2 separate regions of the Gossypium raimondii genome follow, and region 2 is linked to region 1. Evidence: chromatin contacts called from public Hi-C data. All regions are on one chromosome and are shown on one strand. The core of a region is the stretch at or near the end of the contact, and the rest is flanking DNA. Distances in the headings are between cores, read along the strand shown. Region 1 holds the start of LOC105798640 (beta-glucosidase 44). Region 2 holds the start of LOC105798633 (probable serine/threonine-protein kinase SIS8).

The links. A called contact is a pair of places that touch in the nucleus more often than the background predicts.
Region 2: a Hi-C map of leaf shows a contact between it and region 1, with 2.9 times the contacts expected there. The contact joins the promoter of LOC105798633 here to the promoter of LOC105798640 in region 1. A contact is called at or near these places in 2 of 2 Hi-C or Micro-C datasets (both in leaf).

Annotation. Positions count from the first base shown.
Region 1 is chr9:23,676,602-23,681,820 of ASM2569854v1, reverse strand. LOC105798640 (beta-glucosidase 44) reads left to right here and starts at 1,930. Exons shown (of 12, transcript XM_052620860.1): 1 at 1,930-2,070; 2 at 2,167-2,402; 3 at 2,703-2,761; 4 at 2,955-3,030; 5 at 3,497-3,568; 6 at 3,654-3,741; 7 at 3,980-4,232; 8 at 4,346-4,461; 9 at 4,676-4,893; 10 at 4,982-5,013; 11 at 5,102-5,204. The coding sequence starts at 2,177.
Region 2 is chr9:23,994,372-23,999,749 of ASM2569854v1, reverse strand. It overlaps LOC105798633 (probable serine/threonine-protein kinase SIS8), which reads right to left and starts at 3,450. Exons shown (of 13, transcript XM_012628761.2): 1 at 2,449-3,450; 2 at 357-794. The coding sequence starts at 2,943.

The DNA.
Region 1 (5,219 bases), core at 681-3,180:
TAGTAGAACTACACTTTCTTATTGACTAATAAACATAAAACTTACAACTTTAAATGCTTAAAATATCCTAAAATTCAAATAAATAATGATAAAACCTAATATATACAATAATCAGGCTCATATATAATAATTTAAGCTCAAATTAAAGCCTAAAACTCGTAATTTTTAATAATAATCCTCTCCATAAATTTTGCTCATGTAGTATTTACTAAAACAGTCATAACTTGAGCTCCCAAACTTGAAATCAAGTGATTCAAAGTGTGTTTCAAAGTTAAGAAATAACTATTTGAACTCTATGTAGACATCTTAGCCCATAAAAGCCTAGATCCCATCCAAAAATTTGTCGTAAGTTAACTAATCTTTTGTACTTGAAAATTGACTGCTTGATTGAATTGACTTTAATAAATTCCATCATTTATGCTTTCATTTATTTACATGATATATTTTTGAGAAGTATGCTATTGAATTGTGTTTTGGTATATAGAATATATTTTAAGAAACATGTTATTAGATAAAACATTGAATATGTTTTTGTGCATTTAAGATACATGATGGGGAATTTACTTTTTTTTATATTACCGAATTTGCTTCTAATACATTCTATTTCAATCCCACCAATGAGGGTTAATCATTGGGTATGCCAACATGTTTTCTTTTCTTATAAATTGATTTTAATCGAGATAATTGTGGTTTTTGACCCATGTAACTAGGATAATTATGATTTCTTATTTTGGACATCCGGGTGACGTTGGCCATAACTTGTTAAAGGAGATGAATTATGGTTTATACATGTTTACAATATGAAATTTGATTTTGAATTACAATGGATTAGGAAAATTTTGTTATACTCGACTTTAATCTAACATTTTGGCCTAACTGTTTTTTATGATTGTTTAACCCAATTGAAGGGAATATCGATTACTTAGTAATTGTGCTCATTCTTTCTTTTAATATTTTACAAGTTCTCGTGAATGCAAGATATTCAAATACTGACAATTTTAGACTTTGAATGTTCAAGATGTTATGATTTTGTATTTCTTAAAAAGATATTTAGTTTATTTCATTTAGTTGCTTAGTGGTAGTCTTACAAATTCATTAGATTCTACCTCAAGAGTATGCCACGTCTATTATACCTCAATTTAGGTGAGACAAATGTGAGATTTTTCACCAAAAAGAATAAAAATATTTTAAAATTTCCAATATAAAACCCTCCACAATATGTTCCACAATAAAACAAATTTTGAAGGAATAAATTTTTTAGGAAAAAAAACAAAAAAATAGTAACAAGTGTCAATCACAAATAATAAAAAATATTATTTTAAAAATAAGAAGTTACAAAAATAAAAACTCTTTAAAATTTTGCAATATAAAATATAAAATGATTTTAAAAATTAAAAAAAATCTAAAATTCAATGTTATCTAAACCGGACTAGACCCACCAATCAAACTTGAAACTAGTTGGTGTATTAGTACGGTGAGAGGTAAAAAATTAGTTGATTCGCAAACCATAGGAAATGATTTTTTTCATAATTTTATTTAAAAATATAATTTTCAATTTTTATTTAAAATATGAAAAAAAATTATACTTTAAAATTTTATATAAAGTAAAGGGAAAATTTAAAATTTTAAAGAGTATAAACACCTAAAAATTGCGCTGCGCCAAATCGATTTATTTACATAAATTTTACTTCTTACATTATTTTATTGACTTGTATAATAGATACTTGACTTGACTTGTTGACTGTGTCAAACACCAATCACATTTTATTTTTGTTTTTTCCTAGAAAAATTCTTTTGAGATTAGTAAATTTATTGAAAAACATTGAAATCAATTTTGGGAAAATCGATTTTCCCTCCCTCTTTTAAAATTTGTTCTATTTTGGAACATCTTGTGGGGTATTTTATTTAGGAAATTTTTAATTTTGATAAAAATATCTGTTCCCATCCCGTAAACGCTAACTTATCCTTGAACTCCCCCCTTTAGTAGAAATTAGATTTTAAAAAGGAAAAGTGCATGCATTGAAGATAAGTTGCAGTAGCAAATCCGTTTAATTTATACCTAGTTTTTATGTATAAATAATTGTGGCTCCTCCTTACACTCTTCAGTCAGTAGACTTCAGTCACTGTCTTTTCTTTCTCTCTCACTATTTTCTTCTACTGCAACAGCTTGTAGAAAATGAGAGTCCAAATGCATTGGTGGGTGGCCCTCATCATTTGCATCCACGGCGCAGCGGCCACTGAGCAGCCGGAGACGGTGAAGTTTGATACGGGAGGGCTGAGCAGAGAGGCTTTTCCGAAGGGGTTTCTGTTCGGAACAGCAGCATCGGCTTTTCAAGTTGAAGGCATGACTCATGGTGATGGTCGTGGCCCCAGCATTTGGGACGTCTTCATCAAAACTCCCGGTATTTTGCTTGAGCTTTTTACTATGTATCTATTTACATACTCAAATCAACTGAATTTCTAATGTAAATTAAGTATGGTTTTGTTTAAATTTATTTAAGTTAATTATTAAGAGGTTTAGACTTTTTGTCATATATTTTCTAAAGATATATCAGAAATTAACTTAGTCTCTTGAATAATTTTCAAATATAGATCTTAACTTGAAAAATGTTTAGGAAGCTCAGAAATTAACTTGGAAAAAAGAATATCCTAATGAAAAGAAATTTGATAATTATTGATGAGTTTGTACTCGTAAAAACCAGGGATTGTTGCTAATAATGGCACGGCTGATGTGACCGTGGACCAATACCATCGCTACAAGGTACTCTGTTAAACATTTTTACCCACCTACACCTTCACCCGGAGGAAATAATTTACTTGAAAACTTTGTATTATATGCACAAACATTGAAAGCTAAATGCTTTTGGTTACTAATTTTTAATTCCATCTTTAAATGGTTCTACCAGCAAAACATTTGTTGAGTTGTAATGTGAAATGTGAATATTTGTTAACAGGAAGATGTGGATCTTATGTCAAAACTGAATTTTGATGCATATAGATTCTCCATCTCGTGGACCAGAATTTTCCCAGGTGTTTTAATTCATCCGCCTGTATATAATAATGGTAAAAGTATCATAGAGGTCCTTGTACTAAGAATTGAATTGTATTTTAATCTTTTTACTCAAAAAATGAGCAAATTAGTCTTTGTATATTAGATCAGAGAGTAAATTGGTCTTTTTGTTAAAAATTTCATCCATTTCTACTATTAAAAGTCGGTCCATGTACATCAACATGAGATACACCGAGCATCACTGCCTTGTTGTTCTGTTAGTCATTCAAGTTTTTAATAGTATAAAAGGATGAAATTTTTTACGAAAAAGATAAATTTACTCTTTGATATAACGTACACGGACTAATTTGTCTATTTTTTAAGTAAAAAAGGTAAAATGCAATTTGACTACTAGTATAGGGACCTTTATGGTACTTTTACCATATAATAACATAAGTTTTCATGACAGGGAATAAATTTAATTTTTCATCATTTTGTTGTACTTAGATGGGACTGGGAAGGTAAACTGGAAGGGAGTTGAATACTACAACAACCTAATCAACTACTTGCTAAAAAGAGGTAATTTTGGTTTAGTATTGAAACAATATAAAGAGATACCTAATAATCATTATAAATATCTAATATATTTGGACTTACTTTGCAGGCATCATTCCTTATGTCAATCTTAATCACTATGATTTTCCCGAAGCACTTGAGAAGAAATACATGGGGTGGTTGAGTTACCAATCAGTGTATGAACCATCATGTCATACATTTAATTATATTCTCATTTTAAAGATTTTTTAAATTTATTAATATTTCTGAATTTAATATTTAAAATCATTCATTTTTCTTTATTCCTGTATATTTTATGGAGTTTTTCATTTTGCTCAGTAGTGGAACTAGGATTTCTGGATTTGTAGTTTTAAGCTATTACATATTAACCTAATAATATGACTAAAATTTTGATAAATACTCTATGATTTTCAGGAAAGATTTTGCTGATTTTGCGGACTTTTGTTTCAAGACCTATGGAGACAGGGTGAAGCAGTGGACGACATTCAATGAACCCAGAGTAGTTGCTGCACTCGGCTATGATAATGGCTTCTTTGCTCCTGGAAGATGCTCCAAACCATATGGATATTGTACGGCGGGCAATTCCGGAACCGAGCCTTACATCGTAACACATCATTTGATTTTAGCCCATGCAGCTGCGGCACAGATATACCGCGAAAAGTACCAAGTAAGAGCCATTGTTTTGCTAATAAGATAGGATGAATGATTTGGTATCTCTGCTTTGAACCGTTAGAGCACATCGAATGCTTAATCTTGACTGACAAATGCATGCATTTTCAGCAAAAACAAAAGGGAAGGATTGGAATTCTCTTGGATTTTGTTTGGTACGAACCTCTTACTAGATCAAAAGCTGACAGATATGCGGCTCAAAGAGCAATAGACTTTCATGTTGGATGGTAAGGGTCTAAATAGCAAGATATACATATTTAGCTCAAAGAGCAATAAGTGTGACCATGTCCCTTCATTCTTGACATGGAAGAACCAAAACTTGTAATCTCATATATCATTGCATTAAAGAGCAATAAAAAGCACAAAAGAAAATTACAGATTTCAGATCATTGCTATATATTTCAATGAATTTGTAATATACTGCCTTTTGCACTTGTTCAGGTTTATCCATCCCCTTGTATATGGAGAGTATCCAAGAACAATGCAAGTGATCGCGGGCAACAGGCTACCCAAGTTCACAAAAGAAGAGGTGAAGATGGTGAAAGGATCATTTGACTTTGTGGGCATTAACCAGTATACTACTTACTATATATATGACCCACATCAGTCTAAACCAAAAGTTCCAGGCTATCAGCAAGATTGGAATGCTGGATTTGCTTGTAAGACACTCGGCTTGTTGTTTGGAAATGCAATTAGTTTTATCCTAATGCATATGCTCTAAGGCTTGAACTGTTGTCATCTGTGCAGATGCAAAAAGAGGAGTGGCAATTGGTCCAAGAGTAAGTCTAGGAGAAATCACATTGGGGATATTGGCTCCCGCAGAATAGGTGTTGAATTCATTTGATATGATTATCTTATTGCTTGCAGGCATATTCTCCTTGGCTCTACAATGTACCTTGGGGATTATACAAATGTTTGATGTATATAAAGGAAAAGTATGGGAATCCAACTGTAATTTTGTCTGAGAATGGTATGATTTAGTTTA
Region 2 (5,378 bases), core at 2,201-4,700, 320 kb before region 1:
TTAAAACAATAAGCAACATGAATGGGACAAGTTTTGTGGGTGGGAAAAAAGCAACAATGAAGAGCATCAAACTAACCAAAAATATCTAAAGCGCATGCTGGAGAATGATATGCTTAGAGGGCCATTTTGAAATCATTAACTGCTTCCACTTCTCCTCACAATCATAGTTATTTGTACTGGAAATATCTAATAAACTATCAACATCACTGAACTAATTGTCAATTCCAACGACATGGCATTGGTTGTATGGAATTATTTTTTTAATTGTTCTTGTAAATCTTGAGAAATCCAGTTGGCACTTGGCAGGCTAACACCTGAATAGAAAGAAAAGAAAAATAAACAAATGGGGCAAATACCTTGAATAACAATGCACGATGACGAGCCAACCCAATTGTTAAAGAGCCAAGAGGCAAAACCATGCTGCCCAGGGTAGCTTTTAAACTGTAACTAAGACTTCTCCAGGCTCGTGACATATTGTCTGGATCCGCAACAGGTCCACCCATATAATCAGAAACTAGAACTGCAAGTTTTTGCACCAGATTGCTGCTTACAAAAGCCAAAGGTTCTGATCTTAACTTTGCAGTCATCGCTAGTGCTTTTCGTTCAAGTTTCAACAAATTTGCATCAAAAGCCCTATTGACCAAAACTGCTTCCTGAGAGACATTGTCCGACACCAACTTCCCTTGCAGAACAAGAAGTGAAGGCATTCTTTCTGAAGTGGATTCAGTTAGAATTCCATACAGGTCATAAAAGCCATCCAGGATCTTGTCATCATAATCAAGGGAATTATAATTCTGTGAAGCACGGACAAATCTACGATATGAGCTGGGTTAGCAAGGAATAAACATATAGCAAATAAACCCCAGAAAGCTAACTTGGAAGTGGGAAGGAATCTAGCAATCAAAAGTAGATATTCAGAAAATCCAAAATGATACATTAGCAAATTTAGCCATAACTTCTTTTTTCTTAAACATGGAGAATCTAATAATCCAATGTTCAACTAGTTTTTTTTTTAACACTCAATAAAATTCTAACGATTCAGAAAAGCAATTAAACCACTTCTGACTTTTGGAGTTATAGATGACCTTTGTATATAAGTTAAAACCATAATTACCGAGAATCACTTAAAATATTTAGCGCCATGAATATCTTATTTATATGACATCAAAAATCAAATTTTGGAGTACACCACAAGTTCACTAAAATATGACCTGGAATAATCTAACAACAGTTGATAAAATCTTCCTTGATTTAAAAGATTAATCCAAATCTAATTGAATTTGAATCCTAAAAAATAAAATTAAAAAAAATCAACAGCTTGAACCAAACCCCCAAAAATATCAAATTCAAAATTCCAAACCCAAGATTACCTAAATCTAAAGCAACTCGAAAACAGAAAGACCGAGATTTGATTCAACCCTCTAATTGCTCGACTTGCACATTTAATTTCTTGGAAGAATAACAAAATAAGCAAAGTTCATGAGTTCAGTGTAAACCATAAACCAGACTATTACAGTGAAAGTCTCAAAACATATGCTTTTCTCAATGGATTGAAAGGATCCATGAGCTTACAAATATAATTTAGTATGTCCATTCAACTAAGAAGCAGCAATGAAAAATTTACAAAAGAGCTTTATCTAAAAGACCAACTTCAGTTTATGACTATGTTAGCTGAAGATAAGAAATAAATGGACTATGGACTTTACACTTAAAAGAACAGAATGTCAGACAATGATTTAAATAAACCTCGAGGCTAGATCTAAAGGGGATAAATTCAAGTCCAATAAGATTAAACAACAGACAAGAAATAAACAACTAGCCAAAATGAAAAACCCTCATACTAATTCCTCAAAAAAAGCCATCAAAATCGAAGATTATGAAACTAGATGTCCCTAGACTTTTGCCAGCATATACCTAGTTTCAATGTAAGCCTTCTACCAACATTTTACCAACTCTAGCAAAAGGTTGTCATCAGTGACTTGAGCAACAATACTGCCTTTCTATTGGGAAGATGATAAATGTAAAGCAGCACTAATAGGGAATTTGGAAACTTTGCTTAAGCTTTGATGATGCTATTTATAATCATATTTCTTAGTGGAATGAAAAAATGAAAAGGATCACGACTCACAATCACCACAAGCGCAAGGCAGACCCCTCCTCAGAACATTATTGGATTTGGTTTTGAAAGTATTTCTCCCCTTAAAGCATAAATTACCTTCATGCCAGAAATTCATATGCCAAACTTTTCCAATTTACGAAATAAAGTTTACATGCAGTTCAAGATGAAACAGAAAAGAAATATAAATAAATTAAGGAGAAAAGATAATATACATTTCATGCAATGCAAAACAGTTGGCTAAAGCTAAACCTATAGTATATACTTGGATAAATTGCTTAAACTCAACCGAGATAATTAGATTAAAGTGGGGAATGAAGAGGGAAACATACCCAATATCTATATGCAATAACTTCAGCTGGGGTATTCTCTGGAGCACAAGAGCCTAAACTAATTTGCTTAACAGCTTCAATCTGAGTTGCCTCAGGATCCTCTCTGGCACTCAACTCCAAAGCCAATTGTATCTGATATTCCTCTTCTACATCAGGATCCCTTGAGTTACTAGACCCTGAATCACGCCTTACTGCATCCAAAGCAGCCTCTAAAGCACTAGTAGTAGCTAAATCAGCAGGTTCCATAGTTTCCTCCCTCTTCACATTTGAAGAAGATGGTGGACTGGGACTTTTTCTATTAGCAACTGAATTTAACCAATTGGAAAGAACAGATAATGGTTTATTGTTGTCAGGACTATGATGAGGCCTTGACTGTAAAGGCCTATCACTAGATGATGATACATCACTGGACTTGTTACTCTTCGATGAAGTTGACCCTTGTACATCTTCCGATTGATTAGACATCATATGCAGTTTCTTGAGGAAGTTCTTCATATTATTTCACTAAGATATAGCAGCCAATGCTAAAGAAATAAAAATCTGGCCATAAACATCTCCATTGTCTTGGACCAAGCATGAAATCTAAAGTTTAAACTAGTCCAAAAACAAATTTAAGAACCCCTTTTTCTTAAAAACCCAATTACCTTCTACCTCTCGAGATTTCCCAAAAAATCAACCCATCAAATCCAAAATCCAAAACCACCATAATCACAAAACAACCAAGCAAAGTTAGTCAAATATCAGAAAGGCCCAGATACTTCAGTTCAAAGAAAACACCCCCACTTTCCTCATACAAAGAAATCCACCAAAAAAAAAGGGAAAAAGAGTTTAACAGCATACAAAGAAGCAAACAGTTTCTTTCAACTTCAACAACTAAATAAAAAACAACAAAAAATTCCAATACCCAGATTAAGAAAAAGAATGGATCTTCCTTTTTCGGATATAGATAGTAGAGAAGAAAGCATAGAAAAGGGGAGTAGTTTGGAAAATATATATATTTAAAAACAACAAGTGAAGGTAAACACTAAACAGAGGGTAGAGAGAGAGAGAGAGAGAGAGAGAAGGAGCAAAGGACTAACAAGTGGGATTGTAGGACCCCTCGGAAAACAACAACAAACTCTGACCCACTTGATTTATAGAGGCAAAGGCCAACAAGGATTTTCGATGTCCCAAATGAAAAAGGAAAAAAAGTTTTCCAGTTTTTGGTGGCAAAAATACTTTCTTTTTATTTCTTTTGTTTCTTTCTTTCTCTCTCTCTCTATATTCTTGTCGTCCCCAAACTCTGCTTACAACTTGGAAGGTGGTGGCATGATGAGTTGGAAATTTGAGGTTAATGGAATCATATTTAACCATGAACTTCATTTCAATGACTTGCTGATGCTTTTTTTCTTTTCTTTGTGGTGATTAATTATTTGTTACTTTAATTTTGTAAAAAAATTATTTTAGTTTTCATTTAATATTTTTATTTTTTAATCTTTTAAACTTACCTTGATTATCCGATCATTCTAAAATAGATGAAAAAGTTATTAACTTTTGACACATCAACAATTAATTAATTTTAAAATTTTAAAATTATTCTTTTGTAATTTTTATTTTTATTTTTAAAATTTAAAGAATTCATAAATTATTAACGTGGCATCAAGTGGTAATTCATGTGTATACAGTCAACAAAATTAACAAACATTATTATTTTCATCTATTTTGAGTGATTTAACAAACAGAGCAAATTTAAAGGATTAAAAATGATAAAAAAATTAAATAAAGGACTAAAATAATTTTTTTATAAAATTAGAGGATTAAAAAAGTTATTATACTTTTTCTTTTTAGCTTTTAATTATATTGTTTGGTTTTGGGTTTCTTCTGCCTATTTTTAATGTGGTTTTCGTTTTGTCAGCTTCTATTCGATACCAAGTTTGAAGACAAAAAGTTGTTCTAACTTCTATTCCCATGAAATTTACTGCAATGGAATACACCTTCCGTAAGGCAATTACAAATTACGGCCGCTTTTGTAAAGTTTTTTATTTTTGGTAAAATTTTAAGGTTAAAATATGCTATTAGTATCTATACTTATCTAGAATTTAAAATTTAGTCCCTATACTTTAAAAGCTAAAATTATAGTCCAACCATTATCATTATTTATAATTTCTGTCAAAATTTGTCAACTTTACATGTTTAATTTTTGTCAATCATATTCAACGTTATACTGAAGACGGTCTAATCAATATGCCAACTTGACAAATTTTGACAAAAAGTACTAAGAATGTTAATGATTGAACTGAAATTTTAAAAATAAAAATAAAAGACTTAATTTTAACCTCTTAAGTATAGAAACTAAATTTTAAATTTTATCCAAGTATAGAGACTAACAACAATTGTTAATCAAAATTTATCTAAATATCTTGTTTTGAGTGAACTACAATCAAAACTTTTGTAATAATAAAATTAGAATCAAATGTACTTTGTAAGAATTTATCTAATACATCTAATAACCCTTATAAAAGAAATTTGATATAAATTAAAACTCTACTTATCAAATAAATATTTTATATACTTAATATATACACATATACATACTTAAGTTTATATTTTAAAAATATTTAATCATTTCAATGTATAAAAAAAATGCAGCTAAAATCAATGTTGTTTGAATCGAACTGGACCGGTTGATCAGATCGATTGGATCAAGAACCGATTGAGGTATTGGTTCGAAGAATGACTTTAAATCGATTAAACTGGGAACTGGTACAAATCGATTGAATTGAATTGATCGGATCGACAAATCGGTAACCTAACTGGTCCGATCACCAATCCAATCTAAAAATTGTTGATGATTCAATGTTGAATTTTAGAAACAATATTTAATTATTTTGACTGATTGAGATTGACATTGAAATTGAATTTAATTAAGAATTGAAGAAATGTCCAATGTT